Regions from separate parts of the Mus musculus genome. Here regions 1 and 3 are each linked to region 2. Evidence: chromatin contacts called from public HiChIP or PLAC-seq and promoter capture Hi-C data. All regions are on one chromosome and are shown on one strand. The core of a region is the stretch at or near the end of the contact, and the rest is flanking DNA. Distances in the headings are between cores, read along the strand shown. Region 1 overlaps Lrig2 (leucine-rich repeats and immunoglobulin-like domains 2). Region 2 holds the start of Magi3 (membrane associated guanylate kinase, WW and PDZ domain containing 3). Region 3 holds the start of Ptpn22 (protein tyrosine phosphatase, non-receptor type 22 (lymphoid)).

Region 1 (2,811 bases), core at 191-2,690, 280 kb after region 2:
TTGGTTCTCCAAAATATGGTATCTCTGTTAGCTCATTGTAATTCATTTTCCTAAGCAAAAGAGAAAAAAGTTTTAAAGGTTAATAATGGAAATTACCTCTTCAATTCTGGTTTTGGCTAATATCTTAATATATCCAAATTTGAAAGGGCCTATGACTGAGACTAAGTATATATAACTTTGAGAAATTCGATATTTTTAGGACTTTAAGTGTACATTTAAGTGCAGTGCCTTCAGAAACCAGTGGCATTGAACCCCCTGAAGCTTGAGTTAAGGTGGCAGCCACCCAATGTGTGTGTTGGAAACCAAACTCAGGTCCTCTACAAGAGCAGTATGTGTGCTTAAGCTGAGCTACCTCTCCAGCTCTAAGAAATTAGCAATTTTAATGTGCTGCTTCATAGTAATGATCTACCATTAAAGTCAGCATTACATACTGGATGTAGTTCTAGCATATCTGTAATCCCATTACTTCAGAGGGAAAGGAAGGAGAATGTAAGTTCAAAATCAGTCTGAAGTATATAACAGAAAGTCTGTCACAAAAACAAAAAACAAAAACAAATCAACAGCAACAAAAAAGAAAAAGAAAAATCAGTATTACAAAGGCTTGTGCCAGATATGATAACACGTGCCAGTAACCCCTGTCCTTTGACGCATGTAAGAGGATGCACAGGTCCACTGGCCAGCCTGTCCTACACAGTATGGTCTAAACCAATCTAAGCTATTTAGCAAGATACTGAGGGACTGAAGAGAGAGTTCCATGGTTAAAAGTACTGGGTGCTCTTCCAGAAGACTCAGGTTTGATTCCCAGAATCCATACAGCAACTCACAACTGTCTCTAACTGCAGTTCCATGGTATCTGACTTCCTGTGAATCCTGCATGCATGTGATGCACAGACATGCATGCAGGCAAACTACCCATACACATAAAATAATAAAAAGTTTTTTAAAGGGGGTCTGAAGAAGTGATGCAACTATGTTTTAATTTTAGAAAATTTTTAAAGGGTGGGATAGAGGTGTAGCTCAGTAGTAGGATAGTAGGGTAGTTATGAGCTGCCTCGCATGGTTGCTGGGTATGGAATTCATGTCCTCTGAAAGAGCATCAAGTGCTCTTTACCACAAAGCCATATCTCCAGCCTTCAATTCCTTCAATTTTTTTCACAGCAACTCTAGATTAAAAATTCCCAAATTCATATTGGAGAAATGGCCCAGGCAGTAAAGCTCTTGCTGTACAAACATGAGGACCGGAGTTTGGATCCCTAAAACCAATATAAAGCTGAACAGAGCAGCACACATCTGTACACCCAGTACTGAGGTGGGAAAGTGGAGCTACATGGATCCCTGATGACCAATGACCAGTCTATGTAGTACAGATTTCAAAGATGATGCTTCAAAAAATAAGGTAGAAGAGGCCAAGAAGCTAGGTCATAGGCCCTAAGGGGAAATCCACTACTATTATTCTGCTAAATAAGCATATCAATGAAACAACTCCTAATGACATATTGCTATACACATACATCAGTGTCTCTCTCAACCCTCATCAGAGAAGCTGTTTGTTGGTTTCGTTGGTTGTTGTTGTTGTTTTGTTTTGGTTTGGTTTGTTTGTTTGTTTTTCAAGACAGGGTTTCTCTGTATAGCCCTGGCTGTCTGGAATTCACTTGGTAGACCAGGCTGGCCCCTCCCGAGTGCTGGAATTAAAGGCATTCGATACCACGCCCCACAGAGAAGCTTCTTGAAGTAAATGGTAATTAACTAATCAATGTGCAGAAAGAAAGAACTTTGGAATGTTCAGCCCTAAATGCAAAATCTATACCAAACCTCTCCCATCAAGGTTCAGAGGTCTATGAAAAAGAGGAGGCAGAAAGATCCTAAGAACCAGAAGTAATGGGTAACTTCAAGGAAACAGCTGTCTTCTCAACACAACAGGGCAAATGCACATACGAACTCAGAGACTGTGACAGCAAGCACAAGACCTGCACAAGCTCAAGCCAGACAAAACCCCAAGGGGAAGTGGGCACAAAGTCCCACTTCAAGACAAAAAGCTATTTGCAATTGGTTAACTGCTAGGAGAGGAAATCTGTTTTCTTCAGTGGAGTGATACTGAGTCTATCAACCATACGCCAGGGAAGGCTCCATGCTCAGGAAGAGATAGCCAACACAAATTAGACTCCTTGTTTGCTTGCTTGCTTGTTTAGTTTTTGTTCTTTTCTATTTTATCTAATTTTATTTTATATGCACTGGAGTTTTGTTTGCCTGTATATCTGTGTGAAAGTGTCAGATCTTGGAGACAGCAGTGAGCAGCCATATGGGTGCTGGGACTTGAACCCTGGTCCTTTGGAAGAGCAGTCAACGCTCATAACCCCTGAGCCATCATCTCTCCAGCCCCTTGTTTTTGTTTTTTAAGAGAAAGAAAGAGTGCTGGATGTGGTGGCAGAGGTAGGTAGATTTTTGTGAGTTTGAGGCCAGCCTGATCCACAAAGTGAGTTCCTGTCCAGCAATGGCTACACAGTGAAACCCTTTTTCAAAAAAACAAAGACAAAAAAGAGAGAGAATGTGAAGTTGGCAATATAGGGAAGTATGTGAGGATCTGGGAGGAGTTGGAGGAAGAGAAAGAATATGATCAAAATATATGAAATTCACAAAAGAAATAAAAGCATTATTTTAAATAAGTAAAGCAGACAAGCAACTCACAAAGATACTAAATGTTAATCTCTGGACTCCACAAGAACTTACAGTGCACAGGTACACACACAGACACACAAATACACACCAAAAATATTCAAATTCATAATTAGGTTACTTTAAAGACTTTAATAT
Region 2 (2,794 bases), core at 240-2,739:
GACTGCGCAGTCTGATCAATGCTTTCCAGCTAGGGAGTATGCCATAAGCGTAACATGCTTTGCAGCACATTTTACGAGCATCAAAGACACCAGGGCACCAAGGGGTTCTTTTTTTTACCCTGCGCTTCAACAAATACTGTAGATTTGAAAGCTTTACAAAGGCATTTGCTCGGCTGGGCACCTGGGTCCTCCTTCCAAATCCAGACGACACAACAGCTCCACTGCCTCATACCACACACTGTACCTCACTGGGACTCAGACACCTGAGCCACCTAGACCCACAGAGTGGGACTGTCAGCTCCCAGACGTCTGCGGTCGTGCACGACGCACTGGGCCAGCTGAGCCCTCCCAGGAGCTTTCAGTGGTAACCTCGGCCCTCGATCCGGCGCCGAGTCTCCATAGTAAAGCCCTTTCTCCCCGTTAGAAGACGCAAATACGTTCCAAAGAAAAGATTATCATCATAGGACTGTTTCCACAAAGGGGAGAAGAAAAGAGATGGCTCTTCTCTAGGCAAATAAAAATAAAAATAAAAACTCTTGATGCGGTGGGAGACCGAGCTGGATTAGGAAAGCCAGCTCCTAGTGCCAATTCCCTGACAGCCTACACAGCTGTCGGTTCACCCGAGCTCAGTTTTACTAGCCGCAAAATGGGAAACCCCGGCGCCGCCCCCTCCCCCCTCCTCCCCGGGGAGTCGGACCAGGACCCGGGTCCCCAAGGCGACCACACACCTGGCTTCACCGTCTTCAGACGGATGGGCTCGCGGAAGTGGCGGATGACAGCCAGAGTGTCCCGGTTGGTGAGCCCACTGACCGGCGTCCCGTTCACCTCCAACAGCACATCGCCCGGACTGGGCGCCTTGCCCGAGACCACGCAGCAGGTGCCTCCGCCGCCGCCAGCCTCGTCGCGGAGCCGCCCCAGGTAAGGGAACTCGCCGCGCTCGGCGCCGCCGCGGATCTCGGCGCCCAAGTCGCCCGGGGGCCCGGCCCAGGATACCGCACACTCCTGCACCTTGCTGAGCCAGTGCTTCTTCTTCTTCAACGTCTTCGACATCCCGACCTCCGCTGCACCATGGGGAGCCCCCGCGCGGGCGGCCGCGGTGCCGCTCCGGGCCCCGCGCACAGCCCGGCCAGAGGGGCGCCGCCGTCGACCCCCCGCCTCAGCCCGCCGGCCGCGCGCCGCCGCGAGCCGCCCCTCTCGCGGGCCGCTGAGGAGAGCCGGAGGGAGCGCGCGCCCCGCGGGCGGCGCCGGCGGGGTCTCCGGGCGGGGTCAGCGCCGACGGCCGGGACTCGGCGCCCGCGCGGCGGGAAAGGCTGAGGCAAAGGGGCGGGAGCTGAGGGAGCGGCTGGAACCGAGGCTCGTATCGGTACGCGCGCACCGAGCTTAGTCGCTCGCTGGAGCGCGGCTGCTGCGGAGCCGGAGCGCCGAGACCAACGCCTGCCCCAGCTGCCAGGAAACTGGCGCTTTCAAACCCGCCGCAACCTCCTCCCCGCTCGGCCCCTCCCCCGCCCTCGCCGGCCCGGCCCCGCCCCCTCCCGCAGCGCAGCGCCCGGCGCGTTGCCGTCACCAGCTCTGCTCCGGAGGACCCGCCCAGTTCTCGGCTCCGCACCGTGGATTGGGTTCTGGCAGCTGGGGGCGGCCCTCGGCGGGCATGCTGATTTCTGATTGGGTGGTCTAAGTAGAGGAGGCGGGCACTAGAATGACTGAAGTTTAGAGAGGGAGGAAAAAAGAAGTTTAGAGTGTGAGGGAGGGAGAAGGGGGAGGGAAAAGAGAGGGTTGGTCTGGGAGCGGGCACAGGTCGCCTAGAGGGGAGAGGCCCTCCAGCCAGGGGCTGGAGCCAAGGGAAACTCAAACACTGAAAGGACCCTGGTCCCCAAGGTGGGGCGTGCCCAGCTGGGCAGGGGGCGGGGCCTCGGAGCTGGAGCCCGAAGGCGATCCTGGGAGTGCTTTGCCTGGATCCTGGGAGTCCAGTGCCCAGCTACTCCGAACGGTGGAGCCACTAAATGGGCCTGTTAAGGCTGAAACGGATTCTACGGGTTTGAATTTGTTAATTCGTTCAATGAATGTTCTTAAATGATCCATTGGCGAAATCCTGTTAATTGAGGGTAAAATACAGTCCAGTGCTCGAATGCTGTGTGATCTCGGGCAAGTTAGACAGCCTGTCGGAAACAAGCTGAGAGTGAAGATCATTAATTACACTAGCTACTGAACTCCAAGAATGAAGAAAACAGTGATCCTGCTCTCGAGGAGACTGCAGCTTAGCGAGAGAGACTGACTAGAAGATCATTTGAGGAAAGCGGGAAGGAGATGGATTAAAAAACAACCTGGTGCCTGCGGAGCTAAGTCCTGACACTGGTGGCTTGACCTTGACCAGATCTCTGCTTCGCGTCTGCTTGTTTGTAAGAAGGTGGAAGAAGTGACTCAGAACAAGGGAGACCTCAGATCTCTCCCAGCTCTAATTTTTCAGAAACACTTAAGCTTTTTTTCTTCCTTCATTGAACGCGTGCTTTCTCGTCTTTGGAATGCCCTCTGTTCGTAAATGTTTCACCTCATCCAAATAGTCGTCCAGTATTTCTTGGAAAGTGTTTTCTCTGAACTGGGGCACTTGTCTCACTTTTGTGACAGGGCATGTCTTCTGACTCCCTTTAATGATAGCCCTTATTTTAAACTCCGAGGAGCTCTACAAACTAGATCAAGCTTCAGACAGCTACAGTGATTTCCTTCACACCATTGAACTGGGGAAATAAAAACACTAAATGTGGGCTGGACTCAAGAAACAATAAGGGAAGTGGAGCCC
Region 3 (2,894 bases), core at 265-2,764, 360 kb before region 2:
AAATAGTCAAATATTGCATCATTTAGAGTAGCAAGAAATTTCCTGTTGTTGCTAGACAAGGATAATCTCAGAGATTTGTTTTAGTCTCAGGAAATATTGCTGAAGAATTATGGTTCATTTTAATTTGTGTGAACTACATTTGAAATTCTTTATGTGAAATACTAACTTCAAATTGCCTGCCAAGGGTTCAATGAAGAGGGTGCAGCGTGTTTTGTGTTCAAAATCATGATTTTCTGAAGGGAGTTTGAATAGTGTAAAACCAGAAAGGGTTGCTAATATCTTAATAGAGGAAGTCCAAACTACACCTTTCCCAGTTTTTTTTTTTAACTTGAAACTAATTTTGTAACATTCTGTTTACTGAACTTCCTCATTTGCAAGGGTTTTCACACTGAATTAGATCTTGAGTGGATTTGTGCCCATCGAAGAGAGGATTTATGCAAACGGAGATGTGGAAGCATTCTCTGGAATAACCTGCCTTGTTAAGGCACTGATACCACAGATGTGGACGGCTCCCTGAAACGCGATCTTTTCTGAGATAGGCTCTGTAGGATCAAAATGTCAACATGTCTTCATGAATTCTTCAGCCTCTTTCATTCTTCCTCCCTCCCCTTCTGAGAGAGAGAGAGAGAGAGAGAGAGAGAGCGCTCACTTTGTTTCTCAGGTGTCTCAAACTCTGAGACTCAAGTGATCTTGCAGCTGGGGACAGTCCTGAGGAGCTGGGACTGCACCACCTCTCCTCAATTCTCTCCAGACAGGCTGACCTAGATAGAATCTGTATGGTTCTCAGCAAGCAATATTTTAGCTTTAGTTCCGTTTTGTCCTTTCGCTGTTTGCTAGCAGTGCGTTCTGGGGATATTGTGCTAACTGCCTCCCCGGTGCTTCCCATCCTGTGTAGAGCTGTACTCTCAGTGTTTGCAAAGCTACTGGAGGTCTGAAGAAGTACAGAGACCAACACTTCCCTTAATGAGGGCCAGTACTTCCCCAGTCACGGGTGAGATGGACCATCAGAAGCAGTGGACTTTGCTTCCTCTAAAAGAAAAACGTGAGGTTTATAATGGAAGCTTGACAAATTCTGAAACAAAATGCCCGCTTGATGAGCAGAGGTCTGCCATGATCATATCTATAGGAGACTTTGGGGATAATGGTCCGGGTCGGAGATAGGTAACTCCAGTGTTTGTCTCCTCTCCTGCAGCAGGGCATAGGTGGGCGTCACCCAGGCCTTTCTGCTCACTGGGATGTGAAAAGCTGAACTCACAGGTTAGTGCTGTACTTTCTGCCTTTCTTCTGGGAATGGAAGAACTGAGTGCTGTCTGAGACTGACAGCGTGGAACAGTCTCTGAGCTAAGCAGACCACAGTTTGTGTTCTGGTTAGCCTCTTGTTTGTTACATTTGAACAGTAGCCAAGTTTCTTTGTTGAGAAAGGAAGGCGCTAGGGCCCTGCAGGGAGATGATGGCTTTGTTGTGTGACCACAGAAGCTAGTTTTGTACTAATTTCCTCTAGGGCTTGTGATGAAGTCAGTAAACCACAGCCTCCAGCACGCTGTGCTCCTGCAGCAGCAGTGGCTTCTTGGTGCTGCCTTGGCCATGACACATATTTGACATGCCCTCCCTTAACCTACTCACAGACTCTTGCTCTGCGGCATGGACCAAAGAGAAATTCTGCAGCAACTACTGAAAGAAGCCCAGAAAAAGAAACTCAACAGTGAGGAGTTTGCCAGTGAATTTCTGGTGAGTTCTGGAATGCTCTGAAGAGTTCTTAGATAAACTGTGTAGCAGTCTGTGGTGGCCCAGTTTGCCTAGACGCAATTGCTGTAGGGATAACACGACCATGGAGTTTGGAGTGGAAGGGAGGAAGGCGACCTAAGAACATAACCTCTCTGGGCTTTGTTGTGTCTGTGCTCAGGGTTTTCTCCAGGTAGGCTGGTTTTAATGTTGGGTTTGCTTGTTCTTTTGAGCTTAATGGTCCTACAGAAGGTATAGACAGGTGTATGGATATTAATGCTTTCTGAACATCTGCAGAAAGCATTTGCATTGTGACATATGCTTCAGATTACTAATAAGAGTAGCTTTTCATGTTACGTGTTATTTTTAGCTTCCCTATAGGCTATCATTGGGATAACAGGGGTTTGAAAAACACCAAAAACTCTCATTTTGCCACTTTTTCTCCTATCCCTTTGAAAACAAGTTGATTATTAGAATAGGCATTTTCCTTTTTAACAATAGCTGGGCTTCTTTAACTTATATTGTCTGGAGAAGTGGGCTAGGGAGAGTGGGGAGTAGAGACACGTGAGAGACATGGAGAGCAAGGTAGCCTGGGAGCAGGTGGACTTGATTATCCAGAACTCAAATCCACTTAGAGGGAGCCATAGTTAACAGTGTAACAAAAGCTGGGCGGCCCATTTTCCATCCCTGTCAGGCACATCAGATAACATGGTATTTGACACACCTGTCATGCTTTTGGTTTTTGCTTAGTGTTTGTTTGTTTGTTTGTTTGTTTGTATCAGTATGTAGCTCTGTCTGGCCTAGAGCTCACTATGTAGATCAGGTTTGGCCTTGAACTTAAAAGATCCTCCTGCCTCTGCCTCACTGGGATCAAAGGCATGTACGACCACACCAACCTGCTGTGTTCTAAAAGCTTCTAATTGGTATTTCAGAACTGTAAGAATGTTAAGCCTTAGCCCTTCAGCTTTGAATTGAGAAAAATAAAGAACATCGACATGGTCATCATTCAAATTATCAAATATTTAACGTGTTCCCAAATCACCCTAACTCTTTGTTTTCTAGGTTAAAAAAATGAGGATAATAATTTATGTCCTATCTATCTCATTTTGGATTATTGTGATGATTATATCATTAATTATAATAATTAAATGAGAACAAGGTGTTTTGGAGGC

Evidence for each region. Promoter capture Hi-C pulls out the DNA fragments that hold promoters and counts their contacts. HiChIP or PLAC-seq counts read pairs in DNA pulled down with a chosen protein or histone mark.
Region 1: an H3K27ac HiChIP or PLAC-seq map of embryonic stem cells shows a contact between it and region 2, with 6 read pairs. The contact joins the enhancer-like site here to the promoter of Magi3 in region 2. A contact is called at or near these places in 6 of 39 promoter capture datasets (the 3T3-L1 cell line, the SN4741 cell line, cranial neural crest and 3 more), 5 of 484 Hi-C or Micro-C datasets (CD4 T cells, CD8 T cells, embryonic stem cells and 2 more), 6 of 115 datasets of contacts at active chromatin or transcription factors (embryonic stem cells, forebrain, large pre-B cells and 1 more) and 2 of 9 other capture datasets (adipose tissue and pancreatic islet).
Region 3: a contact with region 2 is called in a promoter capture Hi-C map of pre-B cells, with 2.6 times the contacts expected there. The contact joins the promoter of Ptpn22 here to the promoter of Magi3 in region 2. A contact is called at or near these places in 3 of 39 promoter capture datasets (the C10 cell line, liver and pre-B cells), 4 of 484 Hi-C or Micro-C datasets (the Ba/F3 cell line, LSK cells, Th1 cells and 1 more), 2 of 115 datasets of contacts at active chromatin or transcription factors (memory CD8 T cells and pancreatic cancer cells) and 1 of 9 other capture datasets (liver).

Annotation. Positions count from the first base shown.
Region 1 is chr3:104,494,656-104,497,466 of GRCm38.p6, forward strand. Lrig2 (leucine-rich repeats and immunoglobulin-like domains 2) reads right to left here. Exons shown (of 18, transcript NM_001025067.2): 3 at 1-50. Among named protein-coding and RNA genes, the nearest start is that of Lrig2, 16 kb to the right of the region's middle. Within about 2 kb of position 1,441, at least 12 of the 459 cell types and tissues checked have an H3K27ac peak or open chromatin away from gene starts, as enhancers often do. A contact at or near this core is called in embryonic stem cells, where this site is marked.
Region 2 is chr3:104,218,917-104,221,710 of GRCm38.p6, forward strand. Magi3 (membrane associated guanylate kinase, WW and PDZ domain containing 3) reads right to left here and starts at 1,490. Exons shown (of 21, transcript NM_001159354.1): 1 at 729-1,490. The coding sequence starts at 1,050.
Region 3 is chr3:103,858,763-103,861,656 of GRCm38.p6, forward strand. Ptpn22 (protein tyrosine phosphatase, non-receptor type 22 (lymphoid)) reads left to right here and starts at 1,515. Exons shown (of 21, transcript NM_008979.2): 1 at 1,515-1,728. The coding sequence starts at 1,642.